Regions from separate parts of the Sus scrofa genome. Here all the other regions are linked to region 1. The links are chromatin contacts, called in public HiChIP or PLAC-seq maps. All regions are on one chromosome and are shown on one strand. The core of a region is the stretch at or near the end of the contact, and the rest is flanking DNA. Distances in the headings are between cores, read along the strand shown.

The links. HiChIP or PLAC-seq counts read pairs in DNA pulled down with a chosen protein or histone mark.
Region 2: a contact with region 1 is called in an H3K27ac HiChIP or PLAC-seq map of skeletal muscle, with 3 times the contacts expected there. The contact joins two enhancer-like sites. A contact is called at or near these places in 1 of 47 Hi-C or Micro-C datasets (skeletal muscle) and 1 of 2 datasets of contacts at active chromatin or transcription factors (skeletal muscle).
Region 3: an H3K27ac HiChIP or PLAC-seq map of skeletal muscle shows a contact between it and region 1. The contact joins two enhancer-like sites. A contact is called at or near these places in 2 of 47 Hi-C or Micro-C datasets (both in liver) and 1 of 2 datasets of contacts at active chromatin or transcription factors (skeletal muscle).

What each region holds. Positions count from the first base shown.
Region 1 is chr1:109,414,064-109,418,423 of Sscrofa11.1, reverse strand. The region is part of intron 3 of TLN2 (talin-2); the gene reads left to right. Among named protein-coding and RNA genes, the nearest start is that of MIR190A, 190 kb to the right of the region's middle. Within about 2 kb of position 2,058, at least 29 of the 83 cell types and tissues checked have an H3K27ac peak or open chromatin away from gene starts, as enhancers often do. A contact at or near this core is called in skeletal muscle, where this site is marked.
Region 2 is chr1:109,600,367-109,604,726 of Sscrofa11.1, reverse strand. The region is part of intron 1 of TLN2 (talin-2); the gene reads left to right. Among named protein-coding and RNA genes, the nearest start is that of TLN2, 78 kb to the left of the region's middle. Within about 2 kb of position 1,741, at least 16 of the 83 cell types and tissues checked have an H3K27ac peak or open chromatin away from gene starts, as enhancers often do. A contact at or near this core is called in skeletal muscle, where this site is marked.
Region 3 is chr1:109,558,594-109,562,953 of Sscrofa11.1, reverse strand. The region is part of intron 2 of TLN2 (talin-2); the gene reads left to right. Among named protein-coding and RNA genes, the nearest start is that of TLN2, 120 kb to the left of the region's middle. Within about 2 kb of position 1,988, at least 14 of the 83 cell types and tissues checked have an H3K27ac peak or open chromatin away from gene starts, as enhancers often do. A contact at or near this core is called in skeletal muscle, where this site is marked.

The DNA of each region.
Region 1 (4,360 bases), core at 809-3,308:
TTGCTGGTATACTGAGACAGACAAGTATACACAGTGGGAGCCCTGCAGGTTGGGGGCATTTATGAGGTTTGCAAAGCAGCCCTGGGTGCTTATCTAGAATTTTCGTTGCTGGCCCTGCCTGCTAAGTTCACACCTGCATGGGGGGTTAATCATTTCTCCTGCACTCCCAACCACCTGACCTTTTAATGACAATGATTTTTAGTGGAAGTATTCCAAGTCAAACAACAGTCCTGGCTCCCTCTGCCTCCCTGAAAGAGCACTGGAGAGACACTCTTAGGTGAGTGCTCTCTTGGGTTTTCTGGTCTCCTCACCCTGGTTACAGAAGTGGGGATGGGGAGTTGGTGTGATCATCTTGGTGTTTTTCCAAGGGGCTGTTGGACACGTAGGAAAACCTCTTCAGCTGTGTTTGCTTACTGTTTTCTCCAGGCTTTTTAGCTGGAGCTCTTACAAACTGTTGATGTGGGAGACGAGGAGAGCCTCTCCAGTCAGACTCTCACTTCTGGCATCTCACCAGCGGGGAGGTGAGATGACTGAGGAAGGCCTGTGATGCCCTGATAAAGCTGGACTGGAGATGAGGCCAAAATGGGAAGCCTGCCTTCTCTCCTCCTGGCCCTTCCTTAAAGACACCTGCCTCTCAGTGACTGGTGGACATGGTGTAACTTCCCAGATGGTGACCATCACCTGTGTGTGCCTGGTGGGCTCTGTATGGCGTCTGAATGGGCAAGGAGAGCCCCAGGGTACCTGAGCACACACGCCCAGGAGACCGAGACAGAGGGCGAGACTCTGGCTCTTGCTTTCAGGGCATCTTTGCATAGATGTGACCCAGTCATGAAGTGGTCTTACTTGTCAGATGAGCTTTCCTGCTTCCTGCCTTACACAGGAGCAGGTCAGGGGTAGAGAGAAGAGGAGGCTCTTTCCAGGGCTTTTATTAGAGAGCAGAATTGTTCACAGGGGAGTGAGATATACACACAGATGAATGATAGCTTTTAGATAGGCCCACACTTTACGCTGACATGCAGTTATGTGATGCATGCTGTTACCAAACAGAGCTGTATTTTGCCTGCTGAGAGAGAAACAGACCTAGAGAAGGAGTCAGGACAGCCATTGTCCTGGGTCCAGTCTTCCGATGGGTGAGAATGGAGTTAGGGGCTGGAGGGGGAGGACAGGAGTGGTGGGTAGCTTTTATTCTCCACTGAGGTGTGGTGGCCTGGTCCTGTTGTCCTGCCAGCTGAACACCATGCCTCTGATGTATAGCAGAGTGTGCAGAGCCAGTGGCACCTCAAGTATGTGGCTCCTGGGCAGGTGGCTTCTTGGCAAGCCCTAAGGCAAGGGCCTATTGTGATGCCGGCTCTGCCGCAGAGTGGGGATTCCCCCCTCCCCCCCACCTTGGGCTCTTGGATAGAGGGAATTTAACTAACATCCAAGAGAAACAGCCTAAGTTCTAGGAGTTTGCTGATCCACGAAAATATTCTCCTTCACAGTTCATCCCAAGATAGTTCTGCCTCTAGAAAAATCATGTTGTATGGTTTGAATAAGGATGAACACAGGAACTGTATAGTGAATAGGGTTACTAGAAGGTGAGCTCTAACTAGGCAGGAATCTTGTCTGACTTTGCTCCCTAATGCCTGTGATAGTATCAAGTATATGATAGATGCCAAAAAAAACAATCAGATGAATTTTGCAGCTCAGGTGGTGGCTGAATATGCTAGATGTCTTCCAATGTTTCTCCAGCCACCATGACTAACAAATGATAACAACAAATCTTGACCCAGCTCTTTTTCTGTGCCTTGGACACATATGAACTTCTTTGGTTCTCTGGCAGTCTTAGAGGTAGATTTTTTTATTGTCCCCTATTGTAGAGGGGAGGAGACTGAGGCAGATGGCACTTAAGTGACCAGCTCAGGGCGGCAGCTGGTCAGGCAGGGGTGGGGTGGGAGCATTTCATGGCCCTTACTTACCAGGGCAGAGAGCCAAGGGGTGGTTGCTCAGCCTGGCCAATGGTGGGTGTTTCTTGTGGAGAGGAGGAGGTATTGGCTGAGTTGGGCTTGTTTGTTCCAGAGAGGACTGGGTGAGCCTGGGCAGCTTGCGCCACTGCCATCACACTGGGCTGTTTTCAGTTCCCTGGGACTGAAAAGTGTTTACTTGAAATGGAGAGAATGTCTGGGTTTCACCACTGGTTCCACAGGCTCATCTTCCACAGTGAAGGGCACAGAGGGTTCTTGCCTTGGTCCAGGCGACCTTCACACATACAATCAGGGCCAGAATGGTCACAGTGAGAAGAGATTATAAAAAGGAAAGTAATGGACGTTTTATGCATTTATACCCTGTCTTTTAGCCAAAAATGAACACAGACTTAAGGTCTAATCAGATAGCATACATCCAAACTAGGGCAGAGGGAGGACCAAGAATAGGATCATAAAATAGAGGAGGATTGGAGAATAACAGCCCTGCAAGAAACGGTACACACGTTCAGCCAAACTGGAAGAGAGGAAGGCTGGTCAGCTCCCCTAGGCACCCAGTCTGGAGGGGAAGGAATTAGCAGGAGGGGTGAGGGCACAGACACGGGGACCTGAGTGGCCAGTTGTAGTCAGGTTCAGTGCTGTGTTGACCTGAGAACATCACAGTGAAGAGGGAATGTCAAGTTCGATCATGACGAGTTGTCAGAATTCCATGATTTTCTTAGTGCTTGAGCAGATCTGCGGTGAGACATCAACACCGCTGTTGATTACATGCCCATCTTTCACCGACATCTCTAGGTTGCTTTGTGCTTTAATCCTACTTTCTTTTTGCTGTAAGTCAGGACCTTGATTCCAACAAATGTCTGTCTGTTCTGCAGACTCTCACTTTTAAGAGCAGTTGTTAGAAACAGCTGTGGCTGTGGGATGATAAAGAATCCGCCACCCACTTTGGTCTCAGACCTCACTGAGGTTTTCCTATGTGGGCAGTCCTTTTGCGTGATAGTAATAGAAGTAACTTGACTTATAATTTTGTCGTTTATAATGCATTTTTATGTACATAATTTGCATTTTTAAAGAGACATTCCCATGCAGGAAATTGTCAGTCTTGCTTTATGCTTCATGTTTGGGAACACTGTGTCATAATAAAACAGAGAGCCAAGAATAAGAAGCCTTGTAGTTTTTGACCACTGTGCAGAGCTCTTTGAGAGTGGCCGATTTGCTTTTTCTTGTCTTTTTGCGTAATGTGTTCCCTTGTAGTGCTATTGTTGCTTTTTGCAGTGGTTGTTTTGAAATAGTAAAAAACTTGAACACGAACTTTATAACGAATCTCTGGCATCCTTTGTTGTGTTGAACGTCTTCCCTCAAGTGAGGGTAGTGGCCTCTCTTTTGAGATGCCCAGAGGAGACAAGGGGAGGAGTTGGCCAAGCATCGTGTGTCTGCTGGGGGGCTCCTTTCAAGGGAATTGGTTGCTTCCTGCTCTCTGAGGAGCAGAGAGAGAGCCTCTAAGGTGTGGACGGGCTAGGACTGAACCTGGACCACAACTTCCTAGTCCAGCAGCCTTTGCTTGAACCAAAGCTTGCCCACTCCTCCACTCTCCTCTTGCACACACCTGGGCAGCAGCAGGTATGGTAAGGCACCTGGGACTGTGCCTGGTGCCAAAATAAGGAGGAAACCACACCTGGGTAGATGCTACGTCGATGCAGAGTTTGCGGCAACCACATGGTAAATACCCTCTGGATAACGAGCCTTCAAAGCATCATCAGAACCACCTCCTGTTCCTTTGCCCCCTCCAGCAGGCCCCTGGACCTGCCATGCCAGCCCTTCTCCTCATCTGCCTCATGAACCCACTGCTCTGGCCTCACCTTCCATTCATCTCTAATCCTTTGCCACAGAGCTCCAAGCTGCCATCTAGGTGCCCATCTTCCTGCACCTTGATTAGCATTTAGCACAGGCAGTGCCTCCTCCTGCTGGATGCAATTCCCTCTGGCCCCAGCTTCTCTCCATGCCCCTCCCTCCCCTGCCACTAGGCCCCCTTGCAGGTTCCTCCTCATCCTGATTCTAGAACATTGTTCCAGGATTTAGACCTCAGGTCTCCTCTCTCTTGCTCATTCCCTAGATGATCTTTCTAGCCCCAAGGATTTGAGGATGACGACACCCCCCCCCCCCCCGCCCCCACCGTTGTATCTCCAGTTTTGCACTGACTCTGCCCCACCTCTCACTGAATCATCCCGAAGAAATTCATTAGTGGCTTTTCACCCCAAACCAATGCCTCCAGCAGCTACCCTGCCCCCCACCCTCAGTCATTGGCTTCTTGTTTTTCTGGTTGTTTTGGATAGACACGTTCCTTCACTGTCATGCTGTTGGTGCTTCTCTTCTCGCCTGCCTCCCACCTTTCTAGGCTT
Region 2 (4,360 bases), core at 492-2,991, 190 kb before region 1:
TCAGATGCTTTAAGGCGGGAGCAGATGACTATGCAGAGAAGCTGGGCCCTATCTTCCGCGGGGGTCCAGCCTTACTGGCAGAAGAGCCTCTGCAAATGACCTGCCTTCCTGGGAGAGTGGTTCTGCCTAGGGAAGGATCCTGCTGGCATGAGGGTGTGGGATCTGGAGGGGCAGGAGGCTGCCTGGTTTGTGTTGGCACTTTGACCGTCTCTAGATAAGGCCACAACAGGCTGAGGGACTTGACAGAAGGAAAGTGTGAGGGGAAGTGTAAAGGCAGATGCTTACCTGCACTCCTGTGGGGACCACTTGTGAGGTGGAGGAGCCCTGGGTGGGCTGCAGGGAGGGTGGCCACATCACAGTTTGTCCCTTCTCTGCCCACCTGAGCTGGTCTCTGTCAGTTGTCAGCACTGACTTGGCACACGTGGGACAGAGTCCCTGTTGTTCTCCTCTGCCCCATGGCCTGTGGGGATTCGAGCTCCTTGTCCTGGTGTAAAGAGCCATAGTGGGGAGGCAGCTTGGCCAGAAAGCTGGTAAAGGTCTTCCTCAAGTGATGGTGACGTGACAGGTCTGACTTGCTGCTCTTCCCTGACAGTTGCTGGCCTTGGCTTGTTTCTTGGGCTTTGGAAACCTCACGAGAGGCAACAATGGAGTCTTTTATTCCTGGCAGCTCCCGGACCAGCTCTGTTAGGGCTGTGCTGTCCTCGCTGCTGGCCAGGGGCTCCTGTGGGGATGGTGACTGGGGACAAAGCTTGCTCTTGTGCCTGGGCCCCTTTCCTCTCTCTCTCCAAGTTGAGGATTAGGCAGGGTCACCCTCCACGCCTCCTCTCATTCCTTGAGATGGGAATTAGAACTGGCAAGTTTGCAGTCTGTGTCACCTTGGGGACCTCGGTCCTTCTGTGATTCTCATTTCTCCTTCTGAGCTGGACCTAATGAGTAATGGCACATGGATTAAAGTCAATAAAGAGCCATGCCTGGCTGGTCCTGGGTTTTCTGTACCATTCCTAGAGGGTCTCCCAGACCTCTCAGTGGGGGAGGGTTTCCATACGATGAAGAAATGGGAGTTTGATGCAGGGTTGAGGGGTCTTGTCACATCCCCGGACCTATTCAGCCAGGCAGTTTCTCATTGTCCCCTTCTCCTATTGCAACTGCTTAGTGACAAGTGGACATGAGGCGAGGCCATAGTTTGAAACCCGCTCCCAGGGGTCTGCTCATCACATGGCACATGTTTGGAAACCAGTGAGTCTGGTTTAAAAAAAAAAAAAATTAAAATGGAGATCAATCGATCTGCTCTTTCTACCTTTCCAGGGAAGAAACATAAGGTGACAAAATAGGAATGCATTTCATTCCAAAAGAGGAAGTATTTTCTAACTCAGTAATGGCATACCTTTACACGATTTCTCAAGCCTGGCATATCCTGGGAGATGAATTTTCAGCCGCGGGAAGTTAATTGGAGTTGGAGGTGGGGGTGCGTGTGCACATATGTGGGTGTGTGTGAGCGCACATGCTGGGCAAGTTGAGTATGAATGTCTCTGTAGCAGGTTGACAGTAAGATCATGATCTGATTCATACTGGTGGTGGGGGCCCTTAGTGCAGTGGAACGTGCAGGCCTGTCCCTGGCTGCAGGTTGAGTCTTAGGAGATGTCCTTTGGGGGACAGGACTGAGTTCACTCTTCTCCTCCCTGTGATTCTGTCCCAGGCATGTGTCCTCCAGATTACAGTTGGCCTGGGGCCATTTAGCTGTCTCTGCTTTGGACTAAGCAGAGAGGCCACTGCATTGTGACTCATCGGGGGTTTTTTCCCTGCCTGAGAGATGTTTTCCTTGAATTTTCTTGAAACAATTTAAGACAATTTAAAAAGAGGAAATTACTAGAAAGACAGCAGGTGACCCATGCTTCTCATTCTCTCCCTCTGGTCTGACCCAGGGCCTCAGGTCATTGGGTTTTGAGCAGAGTTGTAGCCCCACGTGCCTGCCCATGTGCTGTAACTGTTGGGTAATGTGTCTTTGTCCATTATTTGGGTTGCTGTAACTGTACCACAAACCAGGCGGCTGATAAACAATAGAAATTTGTATCACTGTTCTGGAGGCTAGGAAGTCCAAGATCAAGGCACCGACAGATTCCTGTGTCTGGTAGGAGCCACTTCCTGGTGCATAGACAGATGGCTATCGTTTTGCTGTGCCCTCCCATGGTAGAAAGAGCTCTGGACTTACCTGTGGTTCCTTTTATAAGGGTGTTAATGCCATTCATGAAGGCTCCATCCTCATGACCCAACCATCTCCCAAATGCCCTGCCTCCTAATACTTCCCCCTAGGGGTTACGATTTGAACCTAGGAATTTTGGGGGAACATAAGCATTCATTCTGTGGCAGACAGTGATTCCTATTGGCTGTTTCCATCAAAGGTCACTAATATTAGGACCCAATCTTGTATTTCTAAGATCACCAAGGGGAAGAAGATTGTAGCAGCTAGCAGTGTGTCCTGGTGGGTTTGAGCCTCAGGAAGCCTTAGATGCATTCACATGGTACCCGGACCCGGACAGCGTGCTGGTTGTGTGCAGAGGGCCGCTGGTGTTGTTTAACCATAGCATGTCATTGGAGGAAGACTGGACATAGGATACTGGGCCTTGGGACAGGACTGTCTTTAAGTCAGCCCTTTTAAGGAAAGAAAGAAAAAGAATCCTTGGAGTTCCCGTCTTGGCTCAGTGGAAATGAATCTGACTAGCATCCATGAGAACACAGGTTCGATCCCTGGCCTTGCTTAGTGGGTAACGATTGGGATTGCCATGAGCTGTGGTGTAGGTCGCAGACGCTGCTTGGATCTGGCATTGTTGTGGGTGTGCTGTAGGCTGGCGGCTGCTACAGCTCTAGCCTGGGAAACTTCATATGCCGCAGGCGCAGCCCTTTAAAAAAAAAAAAAATCTCATGTTTATTTCAGGCTATCTTGATGCAGTGTTGTTGAAACAGAACAGAGAAGTACACAAATGATAAACATGCACCTTGATGCATTTTCATAGACTGAGCACACCTGTGTAACCTGTGTTAGGATCAGGAAAGGGCAGGGCCAGAACCCCAGATACTCCTGGCAGGGACCCTGCCTCTTCCTCGTAATCACTGTCCTGACTTAACTTTTCCTGTCTTTGAATAGGCTAAAAACAGACATCTCAAGTGTGTCCTTGTTTCTGGTTTCTTTTGTTCAGCCTGATGGTTGTAAGATGCTTCCACACTGTCAGGTGAGGTGTAGGCCTGTCCTTCTCCTTGTTGGCTGGTGTTTATTCCTTTTATTCATAGCATCTATCCTTCTGTCCATGGACATTTTGGTGGTTTCCAGATTTTTGGCTCTTATAAACAAGCTGATGGGAATATTCTTTTTTTTTTTTTTTTTTGTCTTTTTAGCTATTTCTTGGGCCGCTCCCGCGGCATATGGAGGTTCCCGGGCTAGGGATCTAATTGGAGCTGGAGCCACTGGCCTACGCCAGAGCCACAGCAACGTGGGATCCGAGCCACGTCTGCAACCTACACCACAGCTCACGGCAATGCTGGATCATTAACCCACTGAGCAAGGGCAGGGACCGAACGCGCAACCTCATGGTTCTTAGTCGGATTTGTTAACCACTGTGCCACGACGGGAACTCCTGATGGGAATATTCTTGTACGTGCATTTTGACATGGCCAGATTTATACCAAGGAGCGAGAGTTCAGATATACTTTTTCCAGGGCATTCATTTACTGAGTAAATTGTTCTGGGGATCCGTTGTGGGCCAGACTCTGCACCAGTGCTGAACTGACAGCAGGGATCAAGAGGAACAAGGCCTAGTGGGGTGGGGGAAGCTTTGAGTTGGAGTCAAGGGCAGCTATTTTGGATGGGTCTCTAAAGAGGTGACATTTAAGCTAGACTTGAAGGATGAAAGCCTGCCTTCCAGGTGAGCCACCTGGGCCAGAGCGCTCCATGCAGAGGGAAGAACTCGGGCCGAAGCTCTGGTGGAAATTACTGCTGGCTCACGGTTGTCTGGTCAGCACAGAAAAGTCCAAATGTTGGATAGATCATGTCCAAGCTGATGAGGTAATGGCCTGAGACACTCTGTAGGAGTCAGGAGAGGGAGGATTGTTTTATGTTTGGTTTTTAAATGAGGGTTAAAGGAGCACCATTGTGGCCTGTTGCATGGAAACCCCCAGGAAAGAGCCGGGTGGCGTGCGTCAGGATTATGCTATGTGCTGTCCAGAGCTGCCCTCGGCTCAGTCTGAGAGGCCCATGGGCGGCCCAGTGAAGGGAAGCCGTGGAGTTGGCTGGTTGCTTCATGAGTCGTTAGGGCTTTCTGTTTTGGAAACCAGCACTACCTGTTGGGTTCCCAGTGGTGAGGCAGTG
Region 3 (4,360 bases), core at 739-3,238, 140 kb before region 1:
TTCGACGTGTCCTGGGACTTGTGGTGCTGAAACACAGCCAGGCTCATAGCAGGCAAACCTAAGACCAGGCAAGGGGAGGAAGATGCTGTTCAACAAAGTGTCCTTAGACATGGCTAAGAAAGACCTGGGATTTCTGCTGTGGCTGTCCAAGGCTCCACCAGTACTCCCTTGGACTTGGGCACAAAGTAAAATTCCTTCGTGGGGGAGGTGCTGTTTGGAAAGGAATTTGTTCCTCAACTGAGTCACTTTGTCCTGCTATTGAACATGCATAGTCATCTTGAGCAGTTCAAGATGCAGAAGAAAGATAGCATTGTTTCAGGACAGTTCTCACAGGCTGTTCTTGGCCATCTTTTCTGGATGTGCAGGCCCTGCCACGGTCCATATGTCAACACGATTTTCATCTTTGGAATCGGGGAACCTGAGGGGACTTGCCATTTGGCCAGAGCACTGCTGTTCCTCACTAACAGTGCCACTGAAAATGGCATTTTTGGGTCCATTTGGGAGTTTAGAAATATTCCACTTAGAGGTGCAATGTGCCATGGGCATATTGAGACTGTTCCAGGGAGCATGGGCCGTGATCTTTTTCAAAAGGCTGAGAGAACTGGGATAGGTAAGCACCCTCCACGTCTTGTTGAAGAAAAGGAGATTTGTCTCTACTCCTTTTGCTTCCATTTGGCCCAGGGATATGGGTTGGGCCATCTCTTGGCGCATTCGGGGCTATACAAAGTCCCTTTTGTTCCCCTTCCTCCTGAGCCGGTCACATGTGTCTCTTGGCCTGGGGTTGTCAAACATGCCTTTGGCTGAGGCCAAGGGGAAGGCCAGGGTGGACATCCATGACTGGCCATTGAGAACTTCCGTCAGTTCTGTCCCTGCTGGGCTTGAACTGAGGGGGCCACACTTCCATGAGGTTGCTTGGATACCACCCTCAGTTTTTTGATTGGCTCTCCCCTGAATGAAGCTTGTGCTTCCACTGCCCTGGGAAAAACCTTAATTCTTGGCTAGAGCTTTTCATGGTGTGGTCACCCTCTGAATTGTAAGGCCACCTGCTCTGGTGCAGCATATCTAAGTGGCAGAATGACTGCAAGTTGTCCTTGGGAAGGAATAGACACAATGAAAGGAATCCAGCCACACTGGCCTGCGTTGCCCTCTGGAAGTGGCTCTTTTCTTTAATTACACCTAGTTAGACCTGCAGGATTTTAAAGTGGTGAATGATTTTATACTGTACCTAATGGAAGTCTCACTGATCATTCCTTGTTTATTTTCTAAAGATCTATTTTGAGGAATCTTATAACTGATTTCGGAGAAGATGATTTCCAAGGTAGATAACTAATAAATGGGTCTCATGTCCATGAAGGGTTAGTACTAAGATACTAGCTGAAAAGCAGCGAAGCATGATTTGGACACAGTAGCCCCAGTGGGTACAGACAGCATGGCATGTAGCATGGCTTTGTGGTCTGTATTGCTTTCTTTGTCCTAGGCCTCTGATGGGCCCAGTGGGAGGCCTGGTGACAGGTGACTGTGCCTTCAGGAATAGGGCGGTCTAATGCATGAATTGGAAGATATCATCACAGCTTTCCTCAGCTGCAGGAGTCTTTTCAGAACTTGGGGTCTATTCCTTTTGACAAGGCTGCTTATTTCCTACTTAGCGTCTTTTAAAAACAAGCCTTGTTTTTCTTGGAAACGATATTGTAGCTTGAATTTTCTGAATTTGACAGATTTTCTTAAGTGCCTTTAAAACATGGAGTTGCCAAAAAAGAATGCTTGGATTGCTGGCTTCCCTTCAGAGGATGTAAATTGAGCTTTTAGGCTTTGAAGTTTCTGAGGAAGGTTGTCTTTGTGACATAATGGGAAAAGCTGTGGGTAGGGGGGTCAGCCAGGATGGCAAGCCTGTGCTGCCAACTGGTGCCTGACCTTGGACAAGTCATTCCAGGCTCTGGGCATCAGGTTCACTGCAGTAAGCACTGGGCCTATGATAGCTGGGCTCTCCTGAAAGGGCCAATATCAGAGAGGGATCCTCTGCATTCTGGACTTTAAAGTTGGTTATCACAACTCTATTGATCCATAAAGATGCATGTTGTGTCATCTGTTGCTTGGCTTCTGGCCCAGCTCTGGGACAAGGGAGAGGGACGAAATCTTTGGCTCAGGATCCAGGTTTGGAGATGGAATTGGGAAATGTGAACACAAAGGCCGGCTGTGAGAACTGCCACTTGGCAAAATGGCAAGTCAGCGTGAAATGTAAAGGCTGGGTGATAAATGGTCTTGGACCCTGCTTTCCTGTCACCTGCCTCCCTTCCTTCTGGATTCCTGGTAACAACTTTGAGGCTAATCTTTGCATTTTAGGTGTCATTAAGCCTAGAGGAGAGTTGGAGGAAAACAGTTTTGTAAAGCTCGGGTAGTTTTCACTTTACAGCTTTGTTTGCTGTCTTGTAAGCTGTTTCTCTATTAGCTGCCTGCTCTTCCAAGGCCACATGCTTCATACCTTAAGACCTGGCCACATTCATCGAGAATGCCTGGATTTACGTGGCCAGTTTTGGAGCTCTGCTGAAACAGAGTTGAAAAATTCCCTCGGTAGTCATTTAAAGAGTTTTATTTTTATTAATTTCAGAAGTAATGTGTTTACTGTAGATAATCTGTGAGGTGTGGAAAAAAAAAAGTAAAAATTACCCACTTGGAGGAGTTCCCATTGTTGCGTAGTGGAAACAAATCCGACTGGGAACCTTGAGGTTGCGGGTTCGATCCTTGGCCTCGCTGAGTGGGTTAAGAATCCTGCGTTGCCATGAGCAGTGGTGTAGGTTGCAGACGCAGCTCGGATCTGGCGTTGCTGTGGCTGTGGTGTAGACCGGCAGCTGTAGCTCCGATTAGACCCCTGACCTGGGAACATCCATATGCCGTGGGTGTGGCATTAAAAAGCAAAAACAAAACAAAACAACAACAACAAAATCACCCACTTGGAGTGAAACAAACAAACATGCTGACCTTCCTCAGAATGACCCTGAATTCTATGCGTGTAGCTTTGAGATCTGAACTAACCGTCCCCAGGCACCTGGCATCATCAAGGACCTATGGCATATCTTGATGTAACATATGGTTGGTATTTATCCTGTTCTGAACTTGAGTCCTCCACTTACTGCAATATAGAACACTGATGTTGTCTACTTAACCCCAAAGTGCTTTTTTGACATCCAGAGTTTTCTTAAGTAACTAGTGGATTTACTTATGCCACCACCTTCTAAAGGTCAGTAGGCAAGTGATTTTCTGGCTGTGGACTGAGAAGGAAAACACAGTGCCCACCCTCCCCCTTTGCTTTTCCCTTCCTGGAAATTCCCAGGCTTCCTAGTGGCCATTCGGGTGCCCTTGGCCCTGCTCTGTGGAGCTCCCATAGCGTGCCCTGCCCATTTCCTCTCCTGGCTCTTCTCCATCTGAGGTCTTTCTAGAAGTTTTTTCCTGTTCCGAATTTATTTTCCTCTTTTATTGGCCCCTTCCCCTCCTCCTCTGTCCTGTGAGCTCTTTGTCTGAAGGCGTGGTAGAGTAAGAAAGCCTCACTTGGCTTCTAGAAGTAGGTGGCTGTCCTATGGTGGGGCTCACACCACTTCCCCAGTTGTTCTCTCTCTTGACAACCCTCCCTTTGATTTGTAGTTGTCAGCCAACTGTACAGTATCTAAGACTTGAGAATCTGAATTGGGGAAAATGAGTACCTGGGCTTTGTTGCCACATCTGCCTGTTGTCTGATAATTACAATTTTGAGCCTTTATTTATCCATCACTATAACTCATTGTGTGTAAAGCTTGTGAAGGAATTGTGTAAAGTTGTAAATTTGCAGGGATTTTCTGTATTCCAACTGTTCTTTCTTTCCTGGCAGACAAGGTAGTAGTTGAAGATTTTATGTTTTTGCTTAATTCTGATAGTCCTGCAAGTAAATGGAGATAGGTCCCTTGTTTAGGAATTGGAAGACTTAACATAAAGATATACCCTCCCCTCAAAAGACAATCTTTTCAGCAAGTGGTGCTGGGAAAATTGGACAGCCGTATGTAAATCAGTGAAACTGGAACACACCCCACACCATGCACAAAAATAAACTAAAAATGGCTTAAAAACTTAAACATAAGACACCATCAAACTCCTAGAGGCAAAACATTCTCTGACATCAACCTTACAAATATTTGCTCAGGTTACTTTCCTAAGGCAACAGAAATAAAAGCAAAAATAAACCAATTGGAACTAATCACTCTGACAAGCTTTTTCATAGCAAAGGAAACTATAAAAAAAGAGAACTTACAGAATGGGAGAAAATAGTTTCAAATGATGCAACAGACAAGAACTTAATCTCTAAAATATATAAACAACTTACACAACTCAACAA